Linked DNA regions of Triticum aestivum: region 1 is linked to region 2. A link is a contact called in public Hi-C data. All regions are on one chromosome and are shown on one strand. Each heading gives the region's core, a stretch centred on a gene start, on an enhancer-like site or on the middle of the called end of the contact. The rest is flanking DNA. Distances are from core to core; before and after follow the strand shown.

The links. A called contact is a pair of places that touch in the nucleus more often than the background predicts.
Region 1: a contact with region 2 is called in a Hi-C map of leaf, with 4 times the contacts expected there. The contact joins the promoter of LOC123188104 here to the promoter of LOC123188101 in region 2. A contact is called at or near these places in 2 of 5 Hi-C or Micro-C datasets (both in leaf).

The regions. Positions count from the first base shown.
Region 1 is chr2A:153,690,720-153,693,777 of IWGSC CS RefSeq v2.1, forward strand. LOC123188104 (succinate--CoA ligase [ADP-forming] subunit alpha, mitochondrial) reads left to right here and starts at 1,578. Exons shown (of 7, transcript XM_044600142.1): 1 at 1,578-1,886; 2 at 2,793-3,002. The coding sequence starts at 1,683. It overlaps LOC123188103 (a long non-coding RNA gene), which reads left to right. Exons shown (of 3, transcript XR_006494337.1): 3 at 1-321.
Region 2 is chr2A:153,491,846-153,495,012 of IWGSC CS RefSeq v2.1, forward strand. It overlaps LOC123188101, which reads left to right and starts at 1,738. Exons shown (of 5, transcript XM_044600140.1): 1 at 1,738-2,047; 2 at 2,379-2,458. The coding sequence starts at 2,012.

The DNA of each region.
Region 1 (3,058 bases), core at 328-2,827, 200 kb after region 2:
GATACGTTTACTTTTTGTGATCATATAAGTGAACAAACATAGCCAATGGTTAAAGTTTATATCTACTATGTATGTATATTTTTCATTCACACATGTCTCACTGCCTTTTAAGCACTTAAGAGAGCAGAACTGGAGATTGCTCTCATTAAATGTGAACAAAATTGATGTTCTTTTTTTTGCAAAATAGTAAATACTGTGTTCTCTTGATTGTTTTTTTGTCTTTTCAGTTTACCTGAATCTAAGAAGTCCGACCATCAATTAATGAGAGATTTTTGCTTCTATCATTCATGGAACCATTGAAATGAAATACATACCTTGGCTCAACCAATACTTCACAATCTTTTTGCCCAAAGCAAACAGTATCATTATTTATATGTTCTAAATTAAAATATTTTCGCTTGTGTGCTCAATTAAAATTTTACCGCTTAAAGGAAAAGAAACCATTTTTATCACTCCTACAGTTCACAGGGAGAGAGAACAAGAAAGAAAACCTTTCACCAAAATCTTGTCTTCCTACTTACTTTTACTTACCAAGAAGAATCAACAATAATTGAATCTTTTAAGAAAATGGATAAAAGATCATTTTTAGTTAGTAATGTACAACTCCCAACTTGTCTCTTTTACTTCTTTTTCTGTGCATGTGCACCCTGTTGAATGGTGTTGTACTTGTACATAATGGAATTGCAAGCAAAACAATGTTATGGATGGTCTACAAGATTATCTGGATGAATTCATCTCCAGGGTAAAAGAAGGTAGGCAATGTGCATGACATTTGATTTGAAATAATATTGCCTTGAAAATGTATGAGTGCTTTCTTGGCATCTGACATTGCAGAATCAAACATTGATGCATACCTTTGTAAATTCTCTCGGGGAGAAAAAGTATAATTTGCAAGTTGCAACATTGATTCCAAAATACATGGTGTTCACACATATCTATTTTATGTAGTTTGTGATAAACCAAAATGTTCAGAGTTTTTGAAAGCACCATCAATGGTCTCTATTTATATGGAGATAAGTTATGAAAAAATGAGGTTCAACAACTTTGAACCTATCTCTTGCTAGATGTAAGGGCCTGAAAACATGGTTTCAGGTCTATATGATGAATGTTACCTTCGCTGTTTCTTTTGTGTGTCATCTTATATTACCATCAACAACTATAAGTATAAGGTAGTATGAGACATGCACACAAGGTGTATATGATTGGGAGTGGATGTATCTTTTAAAAGAGCATTAGCAGAGACGTGCGTTGCACGTGCAAGCTTACTAGTTAGATAGTGAGGTGAACTTCTTAAGTATATAGGATATGGTTGGACGGCTGTGGCCTCTATCCTTATCCACGGACATGTCCGAACATGTATGGAATACTTGGGGTGTCCGTTCTGACGAAAGAAGCCGGAGATGCCCTAGGCCATTCCGCCGTTCGCCTCTATCAACCGTAAAACGTATTGACCAAAGCCGCTTTCCCGCATGCTTTGGAAATAGTCATCCATGTGTTAGCTTCCGGAAATAGCGACAAACGCAGGGGCCCAGGCCGAAGTTTGACCCCCCAACTTCTCCTGCAAGAATGGATCGCGAGGCCCCAGAAAACTGAGGAAAGTAGACCGAGCCCCAAACGAAATCGAATCGAGAGGAGAGAGGAAAGAGAGGAGCACGCGCCGCCGCCAGGCCAAGCACATCGCCATGGCCGCCTCCTCCCGCCGCGCGTCCCAGATGCTGGGCTCCGCCGCCTCCCGCCTCCTCCATTCGCGTGCCTACGCGGCCGCCGCCGCCGCGCCCTCTCCGGCGGTCTTCGTCGACAAGAGCACCCGCGTGATCTGCCAGGGCATCACCGGAAAGAACGGCACCTTCCACACCGAGCAGGCCATCGAGTACGGCACCAACATGGTATGTCCCCCGCGCGGCCTCCCTCCTCGATGTATTGCTCGATCCGTTCATTTCCTCCTCTCTAGTGCGGTTCTAGGGTTTGAGATTGAGAGATACAGTCGACAATGCACGATCTCGTGGGTGGGCGGCTGTCGATCTCCATTTTCCGCCTTTTAGGGTTTCGTCTCTTATCGATGTGTTGTTCCAGGGGCATTCTTCAGTTTGCAGCCAGGACTTCGGTATTTTATTATGACTCATCAGACAGCAAAACATGGAGAACACGGTTTTTATGGGTTCCCATATGTTTTGTAAATCTAGGGCCTGCTCGATCTAAACTTAAAAAGAGTTTGAGGAACAATTTCCATGATGCACGCCCTGTATTTTCAAGCTGCTATGGAAAATCGAACCGAACTAAATGTTATGTATTGTAATGCTAGAATTCTTCAATAAGCGGGGTGGAGACATCGAGTCATATTTTACTTTTGATATTATTGGTAGCAATTCGGGCAGGGCGTACGAGGAAAATGCTGGTGCGTACGAGGAAAAAAAAACTGTCATGTGGATGGTGAGAATTATGTATGCATTCCGAGAGCCTCACCTGGGCAGGTTGCAGGTTCTAATCCCATTACTACATCCTTGACCAGGAGCTCACAGTTAACTGTCGCATACTGGTTGTAACAGTGACATACTGACACTACATGCTAATTATTAGTTGTCTTATGAATGCATCTGCAAAGATACCTTTGTACCATCAAATCAAGGCACTGGCATGTTTCTGTAAGGTTGTTTGGACTTCTCTTAAGCCTTAAGATATATAGATATGTAGCTTGATTTTTAAAATATAATCATCTTCAACTAATTATTATGTCTCTTCTATGGTTTTCATCAAATGATGCCCTTTTAACTTAAGTACTTTGCATTGAACAGGTAGGTGGAGTTACTCCCAAGAAAGGTGGAACTGAGCACCTAGGCCTTCCAGTTTTCAACTCGGTAGCAGAAGCTAAGGCCGAGACAAAGGCCAATGCATCTGTTATATATGTTCCACCACCATTTGCTGCCGCTGCAATAATGGAGGCATTGGAAGCAGAGCTTGACCTTGTTGTCTGCATTACTGAAGGGATACCTCAGCATGACATGGTATGGTATTTTTAACAATTATGTACATCACTAAGCACATTGTTTGCTGTGTATCT
Region 2 (3,167 bases), core at 488-2,987:
ACGCAGCTAGAGGCTTTCCAGGCATGCTTGGCAGCATAGATTGTATGCACTGGGAGTGGAAGAACTGTCCACTTGCTTGGCAGGGCCAGTACAAAGGGCATGTCAAGGCGTGCACTGTCATATTAGAAGCGGTGGCATCATATGATCTTTGGATATGTCATTCTTTCTTCGGCATGGCAGGTTCTCACAATGATATCAACGTGCTGCAGCGTTCTCCAGTCTTCGCGAGGCTTGCAGAAGGCCACTCCCCACCTGTTAACTTTGAGATCAACGGCCACCATTACAACAAGGGATACTATCTAGCAGATGGTATATATCCTCAGTGGTCAACTTTTGTGAAGACAATCTCGAAAACCCAAGGTGAGAAGAGAAAGAGATTTGCCCAAATGCAAGAGAGTGTTAGAAATGATGTGGAACATGCTTTTGGTGTGCTTCAATCCCGGTGGGGTATCGTTTGAAACCCTGCACTATCATGGGATGAAAGGAAGTTTTGGGAGGTGATGACTGCTTGTGTGATCATGCACAATATGATCGTCGAGGACGAGCGTGATGAGAGTATCTTCGACCAAGGATTTGACTATCAAGGTGAAAATATTGAGCCCCTGCACCAAGACCCGGCCACATTTGAACAGTTTGCTCAATTCCATTGTGAGATGTGTGATTGGCACTCTCATTTGAATCTTCAAAATGACTTGGTTGAGCACGTGTGGGATCACATTGACAACCAATAGATGTATTGGTCCATTTTATGTTTAGTCAAGACAATTTCGATTTGGTTGTAAAAATATTTTATTAAAGACAATTTTAATTGGGTTGTAAAACTATTTTAATTTTCAGACAAATATTTGGGTTGTAAACTAGTTTTGATGAAAATTTGGGCATTTTTGGCCCTGACGGACAGGATAGGGCAAAAGGATGCGTCCGCGCGGTGGGCGCACGGCCACCGCATCCCAGGACACGCTCGGACACGACCCTAAATCGCTACCCAAACGGACAGAATCCGGACAAAACAGATGTCCGTTTGGGGTCACGCGGTGGAGTTGGCCTCAGGTTCTGTGTCCCTACGATAGCCTCTTCCTCCTCATCGCGGGTTGGGGCGGGCGAGGGACCCGCGGTGGTGTACCACGAGCGCACGACGCTGATTCGGGTTAGAGTAGGCTGGAATTACCCGTGCCACCCTCCTGCAATCCCTCCCAAGCCATAGGTTGTATCTTCCTCCGGTGCGCCGAGGCCGCTGCCACCTCCCGTGCACGGCAGCGCCAAAGCCATCGGCCGTATCCGTCCATCCGTACATCAAGGCCGATACGAGGTGGTCATCAACTGGGGCCTCCCCTGTGTTGATGGAGCTGGCCATAGGCTGTTGTACGCCGGCGCCGTTCCGGAATGATGTACGACTATGCCAACTACAGCCACCACATCTTTCACATGTACATGCTCGTTGGGATCCTATTTTCATGCACCGATCCAATCACGTGCACACATCCATCCGGTGTGTATAGTGTATAAATATGCATGCAGGGACTCGACCAACTAATAAACTGGCTAACAAACACAGTACATGTGTCACCATGACACGACTAATCTATAATATCTAAATAGTTCATCCTCACTATCCTATTTCTCTTGACATGCAGCCAATCCACATCAACTTATCGCCACATCATCATTCTACAACCGGCTTACGGATGGGACCAACCAATGTTCAGCAGTGCAGAGATCGCCACCTCAGCGATCAGTTACCAGGGTTCGTGAACCCACCAAAGTAAAAGAAAAAAAAGCTTTTCCGCAGTCATCTTTCCCCCAAGTTTTCCCCACGCCGGCGGTCAGAACCAGAGGAGCCCTCCTCGGGCCGGCGCCTCCCCACGCCGACGGTCAGAACCAAGGAGAGGCTCGCCGGCCTCCCCCGCCGCCGCCATCAAGGCCCGGAAGCAATCGCCCGCTCAGCCGATTTACTGGTCCAGGTCACCTCCGCCGCTGTCACGGCGGGCAGGGCTCCCGTCCAGTCTCCGTCATGGCCGCCGCCACCTCCGACGCTCCCCGGCCACAGGTGCGCATTAACTCGCCTGTTGATTGACCTTCCCGCTACCACCCTATTGCCGCCGCTATCCTTTCGCCTCCACGACGTATGCTCTGCCGGCCACAAGTGCCCGTGAAAAACTGAAACGGCCCAAGGCACTACAGCATTCATGGCCTCTATAGATCGCCCTCCATTACCCTACAAATGCGGAAAAATTGTTGCTGCATTCGCGTTTAAAAACCAGTCTATGCTGCCATCGTCATCCACTCTGGACCGTCCTCTACTCTGGAAGTTGTACTGCCCCTAATATTAGCCACACTGATTTTTACCACCTCTAAGCTTATTTTAATGATTTTCTCAGATTGCAGGTTGGGTCGAAAGGTGCTCGATGATTCGCTTCATAGGACTACTGCTGCTCGGATTGATTTCGTTGTTACACAGGTCTTTTGCTAATCCCGTTTGTCCAGATTGTTCTTTGCTGCGACTTGCATATGCAAAACTCATACAGTGCTAATATGGAATATCAGGCTTTCACGTTTCATAGTACTTCTTATTTCTTCTTCTCAACACAACTTCTCTCATCCGAGAAAAAATCACGGATGATTGGTTCCCATATTATTTTCTGTTTTGTGTGTGTTTATTGTACATTTGATTATATCCATTTCTAATAGGGATAATATGTTGATGCTAGAGCTTAAACTCTAAAATCGTAAAAGGGCGGTGTGTTCAGGATGTGGTTGAGAGAATAGTAGTTGGCAGATACTGGATTACCTGACCAGAAAGAGTATCATGGAATTGGATACGGACTTCCCTCAGGTTTTTGCAATTTAGATTAGCAAATCACTTTTACTATGTACGAAACTGATCTGTTTCTTCTCATTTAGGATAGACGCAGTAAAAAAGATGTCGTCATTATTCTTATTTTCCTTTGTTACTGAAGATTATTCCGTACACAGACACACACACACACACACGCAACTGTGAAGGTATATGTGTTTTTTGTTTTTGGACAAGTCATATACATGTTTGACTGGTAATCATGATGCCTTGCTTCCTTTCTTTGCTGAAATTTTACAACAATGCCTCTACTAACCTCATTTCAATTGATGAGTACAGACCTTCTGTTTGTTTTTGTGTGTGTTAAATGGCA